Linked DNA regions of Sus scrofa: region 1 is linked to region 2. Evidence: chromatin contacts called from public HiChIP or PLAC-seq data. All regions are on one chromosome and are shown on one strand. The core of a region is the stretch at or near the end of the contact, and the rest is flanking DNA. Distances in the headings are between cores, read along the strand shown.

The links. HiChIP or PLAC-seq counts read pairs in DNA pulled down with a chosen protein or histone mark.
Region 1: a contact with region 2 is called in an H3K27ac HiChIP or PLAC-seq map of alveolar macrophages. The contact joins two enhancer-like sites. A contact is called at or near these places in 2 of 47 Hi-C or Micro-C datasets (embryonic fibroblasts and epiblast stem cells) and 1 of 2 datasets of contacts at active chromatin or transcription factors (alveolar macrophages).

What each region holds. Positions count from the first base shown.
Region 1 is chr7:49,072,349-49,078,910 of Sscrofa11.1, forward strand. FAH (fumarylacetoacetase) reads left to right here. Exons shown (of 14, transcript XM_003356648.4): 8 at 763-862; 9 at 1,610-1,740; 10 at 4,184-4,259. Among named protein-coding and RNA genes, the nearest start is that of TRNAK-UUU, 8.0 kb to the left of the region's middle. Within about 2 kb of position 2,078, at least 4 of the 83 cell types and tissues checked have an H3K27ac peak or open chromatin away from gene starts, as enhancers often do. A contact at or near this core is called in alveolar macrophages, where this site is marked.
Region 2 is chr7:48,850,318-48,856,954 of Sscrofa11.1, forward strand. All of the region lies in intron 2 of LOC102167410 (5-formyltetrahydrofolate cyclo-ligase), which reads right to left. Among named protein-coding and RNA genes, the nearest start is that of BCL2A1, 44 kb to the right of the region's middle. Within about 2 kb of position 4,689, at least 8 of the 83 cell types and tissues checked have an H3K27ac peak or open chromatin away from gene starts, as enhancers often do. A contact at or near this core is called in alveolar macrophages, where this site is marked.

The DNA.
Region 1 (6,562 bases), core at 828-3,327, 220 kb after region 2:
TTGGGCCGCTCTTGCGGCATATGGAGGTTCCCAGGCGAGGGGTCAAATAGGAGCTGTAGCCACCGGCCTACACCAGAGCCACAGCAATGCGGGATTTGAGCCTTGTCTGCGACCTACACCACAGCTCACGGCAACGCTGGATCCTTAACCCACTGAACAAGGCCAGGGATTGAACCTGCAACCTCATGGTTCCTAGTCGGATTCGTTAACCACTGAGCCACGACGGGAACTCCTTAACCCTGGATTTTCCCCTGGGAGCGATCTGTCTGTATTTGCTAACTCAGTGTTTCTTGTGATTTTATGTTGATGGTGTTTCCTCAGAGGCTGTGGGTGAGGGGTGGGGTGTGGGGTTTGCCGTGACAGACTCTCTTGGCTGCATCATGGAGGCAGCCTTTTCATTTTTCATGACACAAACACAAGGCTTGTGTAGCTGTCAAAGCTTAAAATGCAGAGTGAGAACGGGATGGAGGGGAAGGAGCAGAGGCGTGGGAGGAGGTCGATGCAGGGGCCGGTGCTCAGGGGCCGTGAGGGGGCCTCAGGAGGCACTGGCATACAGCTGCTCACCGCTTCCCAGGGTGGCTATCTGTCCACTCAGGGGTCCTTTAGGATGTTGGAAATATGGTGGATTTGTAGCCTTGCCAGGCCCCGGTGGCTGTCCAGGTCCCCGGCTACTGTTTGGAACTGCCTGACCTTTGCCCTCCAGGGAAGTGACCTGGGGCAGCAGGTCAGAGCCAGATTCTCATCAGCTTTCCCCCATGTCAGGCTTTCTTTGTAGGCCCTGGGAACAGACTTGGAGAGCCCATCCCCATCTCCAAGGCCCACGAGCACATTTTTGGAATGGTCCTTATGAACGACTGGAGTGGTAATTATGGGGCGCTGGGCTTCCTGGAGCTGTTTCCTGTGCACACACTGCTCTGGGGGAAGGCTGGGTACCTGGGACACTTTCACAGATGCCAGGGATGGTCGCCTGGGCCCGGTGCCAGACAAAGGCAGCAGGTGGTACAGTGGCTGAGAGCTCAGGCTTGGGTATCAAACAGACTTCCCAGCTCTGAGCTCCAAGTTTCTTGTAAGTTGAATAAGGATAAGACTGGATGTCCCAGCTAACGTTTCTGAGCTGTTATGCTCCAGGCTCTGTGCTGAACACCCCACGTGGACTCTTCTCCTGAGTCCCTGCTTGGATCGGGCCATATTATTACTCCCCTTTTATAGGCGAGGAATGAGGCACAGAGATTTCAGCTAGTTGTGGAGCTGAAATTTCAAACAAGCAGCCCTGTTTCTGAGCCTGTGTCAACCCTGAGGCCATATACAGAGGAAGATGGGGCCGCGAGTCCCAGGAAGTGTCACCTCAGGTATAAGGATGAGCTTCCAGCCCCTTCAGGGGAAGCTGTGCTGACTGCCCTTGGGACATCTTTCTCTTTGCTGCAACCTGGCACAGCGACCTCAAAGCACCTATGTCCTTGAACCTGGGGCTGCCAGCCTGGTTGGGGCCCGAGCACCAGGGGTGGGGGGAGGCTGTGCTGAGCATCTGTGCCCCTCGGTCAAGGCGAGGAGGGACTTGGTACAAGACCCGGTCAGCGTTTGTAAGCCCTTCCCCGCCCTTCTCCTGTAGCTCGAGACATTCAGAAGTGGGAGTATGTCCCTCTTGGGCCGTTCCTCGGGAAGAGTTTTGGAACCACCATATCCCCATGGGTGGTGCCCATGGATGCCCTCATGCCCTTTGCTGTGCCCAACCCAGAGCAGGTAAGCATACCCTGTGCAGGAAGTCCCAAACCCAGGCCCCTCTGACTCCGAGGCTGTTTGCCCACCAGGCATGGAGAGGGTCTGGAGGGTAAGCTCTGTGCCCCATCATGGCCTCATGCTGGGGGTCTCTAAGCAGGCATGGCATCAATCATTCTACCTTGTGCTTTCCGTGCCCCCTGCATGGTTCTTGGAGGAAAGCGTGGAATTTTGTAAACTTCAGAATGCTCTGAGGCCATAAGAACTGGCCAGTTGGCAGAAGAGGTCCCTGCCAGAATCACCACATGGCACAACTTCCCAGGTCCCTAGGTTGTGTTCTGTGCAATGGTGCCCCCTGGAGCCCAACTGATAGATTGCAGTGTGGAGTCAGGCAGCCAGGAGTCCTGGTCCAGAGCCTCCTGTGCCCATGCCACCATCCAGGGGCGTCTCAGCCTCAGCCCTCATGCCTCAGTCCATTGCAGCCTGGCAGCTGCCTTTACCCGGTCACCGCCAGTGGTCTCACCACTGTGCCCTGTGACCTTGGTGGTTGCCTGTGGCCCTGTGCCCTCTTCAGCGTGGATGCCTCGGCATCCCCCTACTCTTCCTAGGCAGTCACTCCCCCTGGCTTCTGACATGACCTGTCCCTGTTCCCCCATGTCTCCCAGAGTCCCAGGATGCTCCAACAGCCCAGAGGGCAGCCCTAGCTGAGCGCTCAGCCTCTGCCCCTCCTCCCACCCCTCCCCTGAGCTTCTTACCTTGCTCTTGGCCTCCCCCCACGACCCCTCCCGCCCCAACACACAAGGCTCCCTCACCCAGGCCACCCGCCCATGTTCCTGGACACCCCTCAGCCCTGCCTCCGTCTCACGGAGCTGTGCTCAAGGTCCTTGCAGACCAGTTTCCCGTGAAGCTCCCGCAGGCCTCTCATGCTTGTCCCCTTGCTCCCTCCTTGACCACTCCTGCACAGCCATTGTGTTCAGTCGCTGAGACATGTCCCTTCTTCCCTCCTTGGTGAGCCCCCACCTGTGCCTTCTTCTGCAGCCCACCCCCACGGGGACTGTCTAGCCTGCTGCTGCACCCCCTGCTCGTCCCCTCCAGGCTCCATCCCTGGTCCAGCTCTCCGTTCACAGGCGCCCCTGTACCGTTGCCAGGGCTCTCTGGGCTCCATCTCTCTTTACGCCAGCCTTTCCTGAATACCATTACATGCAACTCTCATGGCTCTTGCCAATTCTGAACTCTTATTTCTTTAATGCCTAAAAGCAGCTTCCATTTGAAGACTTTTTTTTTTTTTTTTTTGCTAAAATTTTTAGGGCTGCACTTGTGGCATATGGAGGTTCCCAGGCTAGGGGTCTAATTGGAGCTACAGCTGCTGGCCTACACCACAGCCACAGCAGCGCCAGATCTGAGCCGCATCTGCAACCTACACCACAGCTCACAGTAATGCCGGATCCTTAACCCACTGAGCAAGGCTAGGGATCGAACCCGCAACCCCGTGGTTCCTAGTCGGATTTGTTTCCGCTGCACCACGGCGGGAACTCCAGCTTCCATTTGAAAATTCTAACAGTGTATTTAGAAAAGGAACTTTATGTCCCATTGGTATCACTTGCCACCAAGTTCAACCTAAAAAGAAAGAGAGCTATTAAAACCAAATCACCCTATGTTATCTCATGTACCACTAGATTCACATATTGCTCTTTGGGAAAACAATGCTTTTGGCCAAGGTGCCGACCTTCTGGCCTGGCTGTCGAATCTGCCTCCACAGCTGGGGCCTGTCCCTGCCGGCCACCATCCCTTTCTGCTGCCCCGGCCTTTCCCACGGGCCTTGCTTTTTCCCCCATCTCTGACCTTCCCACTGTCTGCACCTTCCCACTGTCCCCATCTTTCCCACTCTCCCCACCTTCCCACTGTCCCCCTTCCCACTGTCCCCACCTTCCCATTGTCCCCCTTCCCACTGTCCCCACCTTCCCACTGTCCCCCTTCCCACTGTCCCCCTACCCACTGTCCCCACCTTCTCACTCTCCCCACCTTCCCCCTGTTCCCACCTTCCCACTGTCCCCACCTTCCCACTGTCCCCACTTTCCCACAGTCCTCACCTTCCCACTGTCCCCCTTCCCACTGTTCCTACCTTCTCACTCTCCCCACCTTCCCACTGTCCCCCTTCCCACTGTCCCCACCTTCCCACCATCCCCCACTTCCCCAGCATGCTCCTTCAGCTTTTTGGGGACCTCTCTGATGCGGCTTCTGTACCTTTGACCTGCTGCTGCCTCTTCCTCGGCTTCTTTCCCAGAGCCCAGCTCATATGACCACCCTCAGCCCTCATTGTCCCGGGACACAGTGCTGGTCCCTGGAGAGGAGCGGCCTCTTCATCCTCAGGTCCTCTGTGCCTGAGCACCGTGGCTCTGCTGCAGGCCCGGCCTGGGCCAGCTCAGCCCGCCTGCCCATGACTCTGTGCTCTGCTCTGCCCTCTCAGGACCCCAAGCCTCTGCCATATCTCCGCCACGACCAGCCCTACATGTTCGACATCAACCTCTCTGTCGCCCTGAAAGGTACTGTTTTGGGATCGCAGGGTGCGACAGGGGCCAGAGGGCCCATGTGCCCAAGTACTTGGTGGGTATGTGGCTCCTGAGCTCCTGGGGGTGGGGATGAGAGGGTGTCAAATTCCATGGCCTGGGAGAACGTGGGGTTCGTGTAAAGGAGAGTGGAGGGGAAGGGACATCCTTGTGCTCAAAGGGAGCCACACTGGGCCCATGTGGCATTAGCCTCATGTCACCGGGCTCTCAGCTCTGAGGACCAGAAACCATGGAGTCTGGGGCCTCCACCCTCTGCTTGAATCCCCTCTCCAGCCTCCCCAGCCAGAGCCTGCCAGCCTCTGCTCCCTTTGGGTGGCACATTTCATCCAGGGCACGTTTGAAAGCCAGTCCTCGCTGGCCCGGCCCTGCCCTCTGGGGCCCCACAGCCAGCGCACCCAGTGTTGACCTGGGTCAGCTCTGGGCACCTGGCAGGCAGGGCCCACGTCCCCCGAGGCCGCTTGGCTACACTGCGTTAATTAATAGGCCAGCGGAGCGTTAGTGGTAAAGAGCCTGGCCGTGCAGGCCACAGCTGGGGTTCGAGTCTTAATTCTGCCCCTGCCCAACTTTGGGCACGTTCCTGAATCTGTCTGTGCCAGTTTGTCATCTGTAAACTGGGATACAGATGGCATTGACTTCATGGTATAACTGTGATGGGTTAAGCGAGTGGATTCATGTCAAGGTCTAGAACAGCGCCTGTGCCTGAGAGGTATCAGGTGTCATTTTCCATTCCTGGTGGGAGCACCCAGGGCTGGGGATGCCCACAGACCCTCCAGGCCACACTCTGTCCAGTCTCTTTTCTTCCCAGATTTTCTTCTCCTTTTGTCCTGTTTAGATACCCCAGGCTCTCTGGGGCTTTCCCACTGTACGTTCTAGGGGCTCCGCCCTTCATGGAGGTGATCCTGGCAGCAGGCTCAGTGTCCGCCAGGAGGAAGGAGCTGCCATCGCAGGAGTAGGACGCAGTATGCAGGAAAGGGCTGCTAGGAAGTGCCGTAGCACCCCTGGAAGACTGCTGCCCCACTCCTTCATGTTACCCATTGAGAAAGTGAGGCTCAGAGAGGAAAAAGGGATTCACCCCAGAGTCCCATAGCTGGTTGATGGTGAGGCTGAGACTACGGTCAAGAGTCACAAGCTCTAGGCTAGTGTCCTTTCCTGCCACAAATGCTAATTTCCACCCTGCCTGCCTGAGCTTCTAGGGGAAGGGATAAGATGATCAAGAAGTGCAGGAGTTCCCGTCCTGGCTCAGTGGTTAATGAAGCCCAACTAGCATCCATGAGGATGTGGGTTTGATCCCTGGCCTCACTCAGTGGGTTAAGGATCCAGCATTGCCACGAACTGTGGTGTTGGTCACAGACGTGGCTCGGATCTCACGTTGGTGTGGCTGTGGCATAGACCAGTGGCCTCAGCTTCGATTGGACCTCTAGCCTGGGAACTTCCATATGCCATGGGTGTGGCCCTAAAGAGACAAAAAAAAAAAAAGAAGAAGAAGAAGAAGAAGAAATATCTGGAGATGTAGAAAGAGCTAGAAGAGGGAGGACCCAGGGCACAGATGGTTTTCAAGATCCCATACCAGTCCTGAGCATGGAGTTCTTGTTCTGAGTTAGGATCTGGGTGGGGCAGGCTGGGGGGACCCTGAGCCTTCATGATGTCGAGAAGTACACCTGTTGCATGCAGCCTCAGAAGGGAAGCCAGGGCCAAGGGAGGAAGGCCAGTTATGGGGCAGTAGAAGAGCTTTCTGATTATTAGCACTGTTCAGAAGTGGTACAGCAGTAGCATGGTACCTCGTGGGTAGTAGGTGTGTACTTGTTTAATAACTATTGTTGAAGTAAATTGTATAGTAGGAATTGTCCGTCATTGGAGGAGTGTGGCAGGGGACAGATGGCCCCAGCTGTCCAAGGGGCTCTGAGGGGTATGGCAAGTAAGTTTCACCTTACACACTATCCCCCGTTGACTACTGGCTTCCGGGAGCATTGTGTTAAGGGATTCCGAGGCCACATCTGACCTCGGAGGAAACCAGTACTGTGATCAATTCGCACTGTCTGCCGTGGGTGTGGGAGGAGAAAGTGGTGTCTTGTGTGCATCTATTTGCCCTCCCTGGACCAGCTCTTTCTCTGGAAGCCTCTTAGCCCTGATATCCTATGAGCATATTGTCTCATGGACTTTTTAGGTGGAATCACGTTAGACAATGGGAAGCTTAAGTCACAAAAGAGCTCACCTTATAAGGTGGATTTCCCGTCCTCCTTATTTAATGGAATTAAGTCTCTCTGTCGGTGTTACTTGTC
Region 2 (6,637 bases), core at 3,439-5,938:
TTCCTTAAAGAACAGGTACACATTTTAAAATTACATTATTGACTAAAAATCCCAGTTTATGTTGAAAAAAAACTGGGATGAAAAACCATATTCACTTATCTTTTATGGGAGTGAAAAAATCGATGCACTATTATTGATAATGCTAATGAATTCTGAGGTTCAAAACATTTTAACCAGTAGCAGAAATGGATGCATAATTTGCAAGTGCTCCCGAGGAAAAAGGATATAAAGGAAAGGAAATGACTTTTTTTTAATTCTTTTTCCAAAAACAGAAAACAAGATGACAGAAGTTACAGAGGGAAGGTCAAACACAGCAGTTATCAGCAAAAATAGGACAGGCTGAATTCTTTTAATAAAAGAAGACTCCCAGTTGGGTGCAAAAACAAAAATCCAATTGTATGCTATTTAAAGAAACATGCTCACAGACAACGGCACCAAAGATTACGGAGAAAGCCAAAGACATATTCAAACATAAAGAGGTAGCAAAATTGATAGTAAGAGAGAATTTAAGACATAGGGCTTTACATGGAAAAAAGAAAGTTAGTTTATACACATTTTAAAAAATCCACGATTAAACCTAACAACTAAGAAGTCTTCGGTGCTAAGAAGTACAGTGCTGAAACATATAAAATATGTTGAAAGCTAAAGAATTAAGAAAGCCTTAATTACAGTGGGAGATTACAATCATATCCTCTCAAATGTGTACAGCTACATATAAACAAAACTGAAGATTCGCAGGAGTTAACTTACAGGACATAATTAATAGGCATGAGAATATTTGCCTGGATATGCAGGTACAGCCCTCATTTTGTCCCCTGGACAAAGAATACAGATTCTTTTCAAGTCTACAGAACACTGTCTAGCAGAAATTGTTAGTTATTGACCCAATACTCACCTTTTCTGCTCTTCCTTATTAACAGAACTATGACTTGTTTGGGAGAAAGAAAAAAAAAAAAAACACCTATATTCCTGACCCTCCTATGAACAGGAGTCATCACACATCAAGCCAATGAGATGTAAAGGTTTCCAGGGAAGTTCCTTCAAAGTGGGAACATCCAATCACTGCCATTAGTCTCATTCTTCCTCCTTGCTCAGTTCAGATGTGAAAGCTGGATCTAGAGCAGTCACTTTTCAATCAGATAAGAAAGGCCAGGAGTTCCCATCGTGGCTCGGTGGAAACAAATCTGACCAGCATTCATGAGGACGTAGGTTTGATCCCTAGCCTCACTCAATGGGTTAAGGATTTGGTGTTGCTGTGAGCTGTGGTGTAGGTTGCAGATGCAGCTTGGATCCCGAGTTGCTGTGGCTATGGTGTAGGCCAGCAGCTGCAGTTCTGATTGAACCCCTAGACAAGGAACCTCCATATTCAGTGGATGTGGCCCTAAAAAGACAAAAAGAAAGAAAGACCAAGAAAATTGTAGAAACTGCAGGCCCATCCTTAGGCTGAGAGATCAATGCCAATAGCCACCTGCCACTGAAATTCTTTTTACATGAAAGTAAAAATAATTAGCAAACAACATTGTAAATCAACTATACTTTAATAAAATAATTTTTTAAAAAAGAAAATGAAAAGATTAGCCATAGACTGGAGAAAATAAATATAAATAACAAAAAAATGATTAAAAATTTTTTTAAATTAACACCTTTCCTTATTTAAGCCCTTTTTTCACAGGACCTGATGCTTACTGTCCAATGTAACACCTAACTGAAGTAACCAAAATACATGAACCCACAAAGAAAATGTTAGCACATTCCTCAAATGATAAATTGTATATGCCAATATTCTCTTAGTCAAAAATAAAATTAGAAAGTGGTCAAAACACTTTAGAAATTTTTTTGAATATGTTAAATATCTCAGACAAACAAAGCATCTGATATTAGTATAAAAAAGAAGATAATGGGACCATAACATCATATGTCCAAATTCATGGAAAGTCACTAAAGCTATATTCAAGGAAAAAATTAGAAATTTTGAATGTTTTTATTAATAAATAGGAAAGAGCAAAAATAAATGAAGGAGTCAGGAAAAAAAAAAGTCACAGGGTAGTAGGAAGGTAGGAATCAAAAAAGATTTTAAAAAGAAACTAATTCCATGAGAGGAGGAAAAAACCAAGGAGGTATTAGTCAAAAGGTACAAAGTTTCAGTTACGGAGGATGATTTAGGTCCCAGAGATCCACTGTACTGCACACTGCCTTTCCTTAACAAGACCGTATGGTACACTTTAAAATTCGCCAAGAATAAATCTTATGTTAAATGTTCTTCTCACAAAAATAATAACAAATAAAAGACAGTGAGAGGAAATATTTGAAGGTGATGGATAGGTTTACGGCATATGATTTTTAAAACAACATCTATGTTGTATTTTCAGTACATATAATACCATATAGCTTATAATATAAATATCATATAAAAATAAATAAATAAATAAATAAATATCATATAATTTACATGCTATTCATAGCATGGATGGAGGAAAGGAATGGAATTACCTAAAAACCAAGTTGCTATATTTTACTGGAATTTGGTATTAAACTGAACTGTGTTAATTAAACGTGTAATCCCTCCATCAACCACTGACAAAACTTTAAACATAAAAATAATAGAGGAAGCAAAACAAGGTACTAAAAAAGAGATTTAACATAAAATTGTTCCTCTCTTTTGTATTCCATGATTTAAAGACTACGTGATCAACACTGTCCAAACTTTTCCTACAGAAAAGAACAAAATCCCTGGGGACCTGCCCAACGTGGCCCACCACAACCAAAACGGTTTTCATTTTGATATTTTGTGTTTTATGGTTAAAATTAATGAATTTCTTTTTTTTTTTTTTTTTTTTTTTTGTCTTTTTGCCGTTTCTTGGGCCGCTCCTGCAGCATATGGAGGTTCCCAGGCCAGGGAACTGTAGCCGCTAGCCTATGCCAGAGCCACAGCAACGCGGAATCCTAGCTGCATCTGCAACCTACACCACAATGCCGGATCCTTAACCCACTGAATGAGGCCAGGGATCAAACCCGCAACCTCATGGTTCCTAGTAGTGTTCGTTAACCACTGAGCCACGACAGGGACTCCATGAATTTTTTTTATATTCAATACATTCGTGCTTGTTTTGGTATAAAAACAGTGTAGGGTTTTGTTTGTTATTCTACATTTGTTTTCCCAAAATGTTGAAGTAAAATGAACACTTAAAGAAAATGTACTGTTTGTTCTCTTGTTTTATGAGCCCACTGATAGTCCACCAGGGGCCCCTAAAAAAATACATGGCCTTTTGAGAGGTAGGCACCTAAACCAGTAGCTTTCAAACTTTCTGGAACCTACGGTAAGAAAAACACTGTGACCCACTTTACACACAAACACACAGACACACACAAACACACATAAAGGTGCATGCACACACACATACATACACACAGGAGCACACAAACCTCTAATTTAAAAAGTTTTTTCCTATGTCTTTCTCGGGTTTTTTTTTGTTGTTGTTGTTGTTTTTTTTTAATGCTACTAAACTATAAAGCCCTAATGAGTCAGGCTTACAAAAAAAAACTGGTCTCGACAATCTGACAAACTAAATCATCCCAGGACTTCTTAGCAGTGATTCTGGCTTCCAGCATCACTACACTCGAAAACTGACATTTTTATGTGTATTGTACTACTTTAAACCAAAGTCGTGAGATGGGCAGATAGGAAGACAGTTTTGTTTCTGTTCATTTTCCATTTCATAGCTCACTGCCCACTTCATCCAACAATATTGGCTTGTTCTTCTTGCTTACTTGTGGATGATTAGTAATACATACATGATTTTAGAAAATGATTAGCATGAAAAATAAACATCGATGGATTATGTTCACATTTCTTGGCAGCTACAATCAATCACTCATTCAATATACAATCATTAGGCTTATAATTTAAAAAGGATTTTTAAGATGGTGAAGAAAAAGGTGATGCATCAAGTTCACTGGGGTACCATCCAGCCCAAATACAACAAGGGAAATGTTTCAAACTATTTAAGGGTTTCTGTAAGGAGCAGCAGGACCATCAGCTAAAAGAGTTACACAAAGGCACAAGCTTAAAATAGAAAATAACTCCTAACCTCCTATAAAGTGGTCTGAAATGGAATGGGCTTTCCTGGTAAGTGGTGGACTGCCAATCCTGCAATTATTAAAGTTAAAAAAAAATGTTTAAATTACAAGCATGGGGTATAATAAAGCCAATTCAATAACACAAAGCATACTGAGGTGTCATAACATGGGTAGAAATATTAAGGAAGAAATGTTTAAATCTGACTGGGGAATCTAGGGAGGCTCCTAGAGGCAGCCTTTATGCCAGACTTAAAGGATGATTACGATTCAAAAGTCAGACAAAGAATATGGGCGTGTCAGGCTGAGTTAGAAGAGCAAAGACAGAAAGATCTTCCCCAAAAGAACACACACACACACACACACTTCTCATCTTCCTTGAATTCTGCTACTGAATCTGGACTTATTTTCTAGAAAGTGAAAACAAACCTTTCAAGGGGTGGAGTAATACAGTCCAGGTGAGTGTTAAGGTCACTTTGTCAGGAACATGAGTCAGAGAAGTCAAGTTTCAGAGAAGGGTGGCCAGGGAGCAGGTCACTGCCATAACCTAAGACAGAGACGTCAACCCCAACATTTGCCAAATGGACAAAGGTGGAATTTCATTTCATTTTACTGGCCCAGCTTCCTTGAAATCATGTCTTGCCCTCATTTCGCAATGGAGAAAACGCCCTAACTCACTTCCCTGGAAAGAAGAACATGTTCTAATTCATCATAAAGAAACACCCCAGTCTTGTTGGCCTTTCAAAATGCTACAATGAAGAATTTTAGAGGGCCATTTTCACTGCTGAAGGCATCCATGGAAGTATACAGATCCTCTTGGCTTTTGTCCACAGCACAGATGGCTAAGAGGGAGGCTCTCCCCAGCCTGCAGTCCGACGTTCCCCGGGCTGCAAGACTGTCCCATCAATCCTTGGGGAGGGAGTGACAGAACACAGGGGAGAACCTGCTCACGAAGAAAGGAGGAGTGGGGGAGGGGGAGAAAGCACATTTCCACGGCGACACGGAAACCCATAGTGGCATTTATGCACACGCCAGTTTTCACCACTCTGACTTGATATTTAAGGGTCAGAAAACTAAACAAAAAACAATTTATTTTTTTCTAATTCAACCTCCTCTTAAAAATTCTGCCTTTTCTCTCAACTGAACTATATACAAAAACACACATAAACCTAATAGGCATTTTAATGTCTCAATTAAAAGCAATAAAAACTGAATTGAAAAAGAGTTTAAACACATGAAGTTCTATATGTAGGAAGTCTGAAGTCACCTGGGTTAGTCCTTTTAATGATACTTAAGTGCTCCATAGTACACTCAATGAATCATTATGCTTGAATAGAACGTTTAGCAGGCTAAGCCATCTTGGCAAGAAAAACAGGCCATAACCCCTAAGGTAGTATCTTTTAATCTTAATGGGCTGGGAGTTAACAAAAAGTAAATTACCACTCTCCAAAATGAGCATATAGTCTAAAGGTGCTGCTGCAAAAGATAAAACAGACAATCCTGGAAGCGCTCCAAGGAAGCCTATCAGGAGTATACTTATCATTCAAATGAAAGGCCCTGTTACCAATAAAAGCCTAGACTGTTCTTCCTGTGCATTTACTTGACTATAAAATGATGGAAAAGAAGCTTAACTTCAAAACCAGTGTACTTTTAGAGACATGTGACTTAGATCAGGTTCTTCCTTGGGAGAATATGACAAGGTCCCCATGAATACAATTACCAACAGTACCTGTCCCATGAAAGGTGCTGGTGCAGTTTGCTGTCAGGAGAGGGAACGAGGATCCAGGTGGTAGAGCATCTTAACAACTGAGGTGTGAAGAAAAGACGGTGGCTCAAAGGCAGAGGAAAAGAGGAGAACCCGGTGACCACTGCATTGTTAGGAACTCCGTGTGTGTCCTTGGAGAAGTCACTTGACCTCCCCGGGCATCAATTATCCCCTCTGAAACAAGGATGATGAAGCGAGGACCAGTAGCCTTTGCTCCAGCTCCCACAGGGTCTAACTCTGAAGGCAACGGTCTCTAACCCCTGAGGGAGAGGTTGCCCCCAAACTCCTGGAAAAAGCGTGTGCAGTGTGCAAAAAAGCACACTCCAAAATCACAACCGCTTTGATTTCTTTTTTAGTCATCCGAATGTATTTTTAAAGTTCAAATAAAATGAGTGAAGCGGATTTTTTTAAAGTTCAAATACAACGAGTAAAGCGGATTTTTGCGAAGCACAGAGACATGTGTTAAAGGTTTAGAAACACCACTTCAGCAAGTTTTCTGTAAATCATAGCAAAACATCAAACTATGGAGGAACCCATAACTGCTAATTTCTTGGCTTAATAAAAATACAACAAACAATTCTCGTGGACGCTTTGAAAGTCCTCTGTGATGACAGTGCTATTAGAGTCTCCACAGAACATAACGAGACAATACCCATTGCCTGGACCATGCACGCAGCACAGACCTGGCGGCTGCTACAGGTTTCACGCGGCACTCTGACTTGGCAGATGGAAAAGACTCGCAATCTTGGTATTCCTAGGAGAACCTGGCATTACAGAAGATACAGAGCAGCACCTTCA